2 separate regions of the Mus musculus genome follow, and region 1 is linked to region 2. The links are chromatin contacts, called in public Hi-C maps. All regions are on one chromosome and are shown on one strand. The core of a region is the stretch at or near the end of the contact, and the rest is flanking DNA. Distances in the headings are between cores, read along the strand shown.

The links. A called contact is a pair of places that touch in the nucleus more often than the background predicts.
Region 1: a Hi-C map of B cells shows a contact between it and region 2, with 5 read pairs. The contact joins the promoter of Ptpn6 here to the promoter of Aicda in region 2. A contact is called at or near these places in 1 of 39 promoter capture datasets (pre-B cells) and 1 of 484 Hi-C or Micro-C datasets (B cells).

The regions. Positions count from the first base shown.
Region 1 is chr6:124,731,812-124,734,511 of GRCm38.p6, forward strand. Ptpn6 (protein tyrosine phosphatase, non-receptor type 6) reads right to left here and starts at 1,343. Exons shown (of 16, transcript NM_013545.3): 1 at 1,135-1,343; 2 at 927-1,049; 3 at 489-683. The coding sequence starts at 1,142.
Region 2 is chr6:122,552,397-122,555,096 of GRCm38.p6, forward strand. It overlaps Aicda (activation-induced cytidine deaminase), which reads left to right and starts at 1,413. Exons shown (of 5, transcript NM_009645.2): 1 at 1,413-1,513. The coding sequence starts at 1,506.

The sequences.
Region 1 (2,700 bases), core at 93-2,592, 2.2 Mb after region 2:
CTCAGCGACCTTGCTTTCACCAAGCTCTGTCCAGCCCCACCTCAGTGTGATGCTGAGAGAAGTCCCTGAGTACCCCAGTACCAGTGGACCTCTAAGACCTTATTAAGACAGGGACCTAGAGCCCCAGGCTGTGTAGAGGGCTGGAAGAAGGCACCAGAGTTCCATGGTAGGACAAGCTTTCTAGTAATAGGGCCGACCTGATGAGAAACACCAGAGACAAGGAGTGGCCTCTCTGTTACTCTCAGGATGAGGTTGCTAGGCAGCAGGAACCCTGCAGGAAGGCAAGGGGAACCCTTCTCTGGCTTCCTCAGGGGACAGGGGATTGGTTAGATACATGGGAATCATCAGCCTACAGAGGGAAGAGGCTGAGAACACTGAGAGAACAGGTGTGGAAGATCAGGGATGAAGAACGGACTGGGAACAGAAGGACACCTGGTCTGGATGTCCACTTATCTCAAGGGACAGGGCCAACCTGCAATGCCCCTCACCTCTCACTGGTGGGGTCCGAGCAGTTCAGTGGGTACTTAAGGTGGATGATGGTGCCATCTCGGTCCTGCAGGATGCCCTGCTGCTGCGTGTAATACTCGACCAGCTCTGTCAGCGTCGCAAACTTCTCCCCTCCGTACAGGTCATAGAAGTCCCCTGAGTTCTGGATCCGAATATGAGTCACCTGATCATCCACCCTGCGAGGCACCACCAGGTAGTGAGATACATGAGCAGCAGCGGGGTGGGCTTGGGGGGACAGGGGTCTCGATGCAAAAGCACATAGGCATGGAGTAGACATAGACAGTTATGGGCACATGCTAGGGCGACAGGCAGGGACAGAAGGGAAGAAATGTATCATGAGGAGACAACACAACCCAGGGAACCCAGGAATGCTCCGGACCCACACAATGAGCTGCCAAGGTGCAGGGAGGGCCACCCACCTGACTGAGAGGGAGAAGTCACCCTGGTTCTTGCGGCTGGGCCGAGCCAGGAAGCTCCCAGGGACTCCCCGGCCCTTCAGCAGGGTCTCTGCATCAGGCCCGCTGAGGTCCCGGTGAAACCACCTAAAAGTGCACAGGGCAGTGAGGGAATATCCCCAGGGCTCCAGCCACCCTTGTTTCCTATCCTCCATGGGTCCCAGGCCCTTACCTCACCATCCTGGGGTTCTCACTGAATTGGCTGCAGAAAATGTGGAGGGAACAGTTTGTCTGGGCAGGCACGTACAAACTCTAGAGATGAGCCTCAGGCAAGGCTCTCAGAGCCCAGGCCTCCAAAGCCAACCTGCAGTCCTGCTCCCCGGGCTACCACTCTACTGGCCTGGGGCAGCCAGCAGGGCGGAGACAGGAAGGGGCGCGGCCGACCCCTTAGGGGAACTCACTAGAACTTCTCTTTTCAGAGCGAGGGAAGAGGAGCTGGAGGGTGGCAGGGTGGGGGAGGGCCCACTTCCCACAGTCTGCCAACAAAGGCACAGGGGCAAGGCAGTAAATATTCATGACTCAAGAGGTAAGGCACACGTGTGGCAGGTCAAGAGTCACGCACAGTGAATATCCACATTATCAGGTCAACCCTTCCTCCTCCAGCAGCTGCCTCTACTCAGAATTATTCTTAGGCACAGTCTAATAATGATCGTGTGCAGTGGCACCGTCATTTAATGGAGTGTCGCAGCCTGCCAGACTCATTGCTACAATGTCATTTTCATGCCTCCTGTGAGTTACAGGTCACCAGGGCCTCATTCCTCAGGCACTATCTTTATCCCCACTTCACAGACAAGGAAACTGAGGCCAAGAAGTTTGAGGAATTGCCCCCAGGTCTTACCCTTAGTGAGTTGCAGGATTCAGACCTAAATAGTTTCAAAGCCAATGACTTTTGAATTCTGCTTGCCAGCCCTCAGGACCCAAAGAACAGTAGTCAATAGACTCCTTGTCCAAAGGAGATGCTATCATCACAGCTGAGAGCCCCCACAAAGCAACCTTGTGCAGCTCTGTCATCATGGGCCTAGGCCTCCTTCCTATACCCTGACTGTCAGCAGGGAGGGGTGGGGTGGGAAGGTATCTCCTAAAGGTTAGGGTTTATGGCCAGGGTCCCAACAAGGGCAGACGCTCACAGGGAGGGCTTTAAACTTTAGGAGCGCTCAGCCTTCAGGCTTATGGGACCTTGTGTATGTAAACCCCAGGATGAATACAAAAAAAGATGCAAATACTACCAAGCCAAGACCAGAGGGGAAACAAGCTGCCCAATTTATATTGGTATCTTCCTTAGCAAGGGACACAGGCTGCTGGAGAAGGGAGATGGGACAGAGCACCTTATATCTTTTAAGGGTTTATTGTCTGAGGTGTTTTGATTGGTTAGTTTTGGTTTGTTTGTTTGTTTGTTTGTTTGTTTGTTTTATAATACTGAAATTAGAACCCCAGTCCTAGCTGGGCATGGTAACCCATGCCTTTAATCCCAACACTTGGGAGGCATAGGCAGGCAGCTCTCTGTGAGTTTGAGGCCAACTTGGTCTATACAGTGAGTTCCAGGATATCTAGCGCTATATAGTGAGACCTGTTTCAACAACAAGAACAACAAAACCAACCCAGACTCTCAGTCCCTTAAACAGTGTGAGGAGCATCCTTGGGCAGGCATCCTTGGGCAGTGTACATCTTCCACCCTATTTCTTTTCCTTATTCATTTGATTCCCTTCACACTTCTGCAGTCCTAGGGTTTGAACTTAGG
Region 2 (2,700 bases), core at 163-2,662:
AACCCTGTAATGTCACGGCTGGTGCTGGTTACTCCCGGTGCCCTGAAATTTTTTTCCCAGGAATTCATTAATTCACTAGTGAGGGAAATTGTGTCTCTGATAGTGATGTGATAATGCAGAGGAAATTAATTAGAGGAAGAAGGAGGATGGGGGCTCATTAACATTTCAGATATGATATCCAGGGAAGGCTAAACTGCCAGGGAGTAAGCCAAGTCCTGAACTATGAGACTTTGCACAGAGAGATTTCACAGCAACAAAATAGGGGCAGGGGCATGTGCTGTGTGCATGCAACGGGATCCAGTCTCTAGCTCAAGACTGGTCTGGTCTATATAGAAAGTTCCAGACCAGCCAGAGGAGCTACATAATGACACCCTATCTAAAAAAAGGAAGGGAAGGAAGGAAGGAAGGAAGGAAGGAAGAAAGGAAGGAAGGAGGGAGGGAGGGAGGGAGGGAGGGAGGGAGGGAGGAAAGAAGGAAGGAAGGAAGGAAGGAAGGAAGGAAGGAAGGAAGGAAGGAAGGAAGGAAGGAAGAGTATAAGAAAGGAAGGAAGGAAGAAAGCAAAGGATGTTCTTCCAGATGATCAGGGTTCAGATCCCAGCAACCACACATGGTGGCTTTCAACCGCCTGCTGGTCCTCTGCAATAGAAATAAGTGCTCTTAATCACTGGGCCAGCTCTCCAGGCCTCCAGTAAGGTATTTTTAATGAGGAAAAAGAGTTCTTTTTTAAAAAAAAAATACTTTTTGACACACACACACACACAAAATTAAAATAAATCACTTTTTGGTGCAAGCAACTAGTCTTTCTAGCTATCTTATAATGTCATTTTAAAAAAAGAAAAATATATTAGAGAATTAGGAGGCTAAAGTTCACTCTCTGGATGCTGTGGTGGTCAACCCCCATCTCTACTGAGGCATAAAACTGAGTGTAACAAACGGAAGGAACAGATACTGTAAGTTCAAGAAGCACAAGATGCATTTAAGGCCACTTTAAGTCACTATGACTGCTATCATTCTTGTTATCACAATTTTAAAATTAGGAAGCATGCACAGACCTTAGGTGTGATACCTGGGACCCCCCCACACACACACACACACACACTCACAGAGCTCATTATCATGATACCAATGTGAAAAGTGTCCAGTGCTATTGTCTCCTGATCTTTGTTACCTGTGGTACCTGGGCTGGCTTTTTAGAGGAACAGCCTCGAAGGAAGTTGGACATTAAGCATGAGCAGAACTGCCCCCCGCCCCCCAATCATTTAATCCGTGTGGCTCTGCCCACCACAGCCCCGCCCATCTTTACTGGACCCAACCCAGGAGGCAGATGTTGGATACCTGGTGGTAGTGATGCTGTCGTGGGGGAGGAGCCCACAAGAGCAAGCTCAGATTTGAATGCCAGGGGCCAGTGCTCTGTCACACAACAGCACTGAAGCAGCCTTGCTTGAAGCAAGCTTCCTTTGGCCTAAGACTTTGAGGGAGTCAAGAAAGTCACGCTGGAGACCGATATGGACAGGTAACAAGACAGTCTCATCTGCTTGTGCATGTGCTCCAGTAGTGCTGGCTGCCTGTCTGGATGGAGGCTTTGCCTGTCAGTGCGCGAATTTCCTCGTCTGCTTGCCACCCTCTGCTCAGGTCTTTTGGGTTTTGGACCTAACTCTGACCACGAAGTTCTTCCCTTCCCCCGGTTTCTCTCTTCTCTGTGTTGCTAGAGATAGGAAGCCTTGACTTGTCCTGAGATTTGGGCAGAGCTAGAGCCGGCTTGTGGTAATAACAGCGAAGCCTTAGAGGCCCGCGCCACAAAGAGGTCGTAGCAACTCCTTACTAAAAACAGTAGTGGTTATTTTCACAATTATTTGGCAAATATCCAACATCTTAAGACTCGCATGGGGAGTCTTTACAGGAATTATTTAGTTATAGCAAGAAGATTTGTACTTCTCAAAAAAAAAAAAAAAAAAAAAAAAACTAAACATTTGAGATGAATTGCTTGCAACTCATTACAATGGTGTCTATTGAAGGAGAGAATTTCATTAAGACAGGCAATTTAGTGTTATAGACTCAACTGTTAGACACTTGGTGACATTTTTACTGTTTAATTCATCTATGCAGAGATTTCTTAGCTTCTTGAAAGCTTTTATATGCAGCTCATGATGAGCCATTATCAGAAATTTCTCTCTTGATTTTTACATTTATTGCCAGTGTGTGAGTCACTATGCCTAAAGCCCATACACTTGAGCTCACTTCCGTTTGGCTATGAGGTTTAGAATATGGAGTTAATATAGCTAATGGTAGCAGGGTGTTCTTCAGATTCCAGATTTTTCCTTTCTTGTCTTCCTTCTTTCTTTTTGTTACCCTTCTCCTACCCCCTCTTCTTCTCCCCCTCCTCCTCTTCCTCCCTCCTCCCCATCTCTTCCCCTCCTCTTCTCCCTCCTCCCCCTCCTCTTCCCCTTCCCCTCTTCCCCCTCTTCCTCCTCTTCCTCCTCCTTCTCCTGCTCCCCATCTCTTTCCCTCCTCTTCTCCCTCCTCCTCCTCCTTTTGCCCCTTCTCCTCTTCCCCCTCCTCCTCTTCCTTTTCCTTCTCCTCCTTCTCCTCCTCCCTCTCCTCCCCCTTTCCTCCTCCCACTCTCCCTCACCCCTATCAGGGACCACATTGAAGACCTCACACATGCTAGACAAGTAATCTGCCACTTAATTACATCCTGAG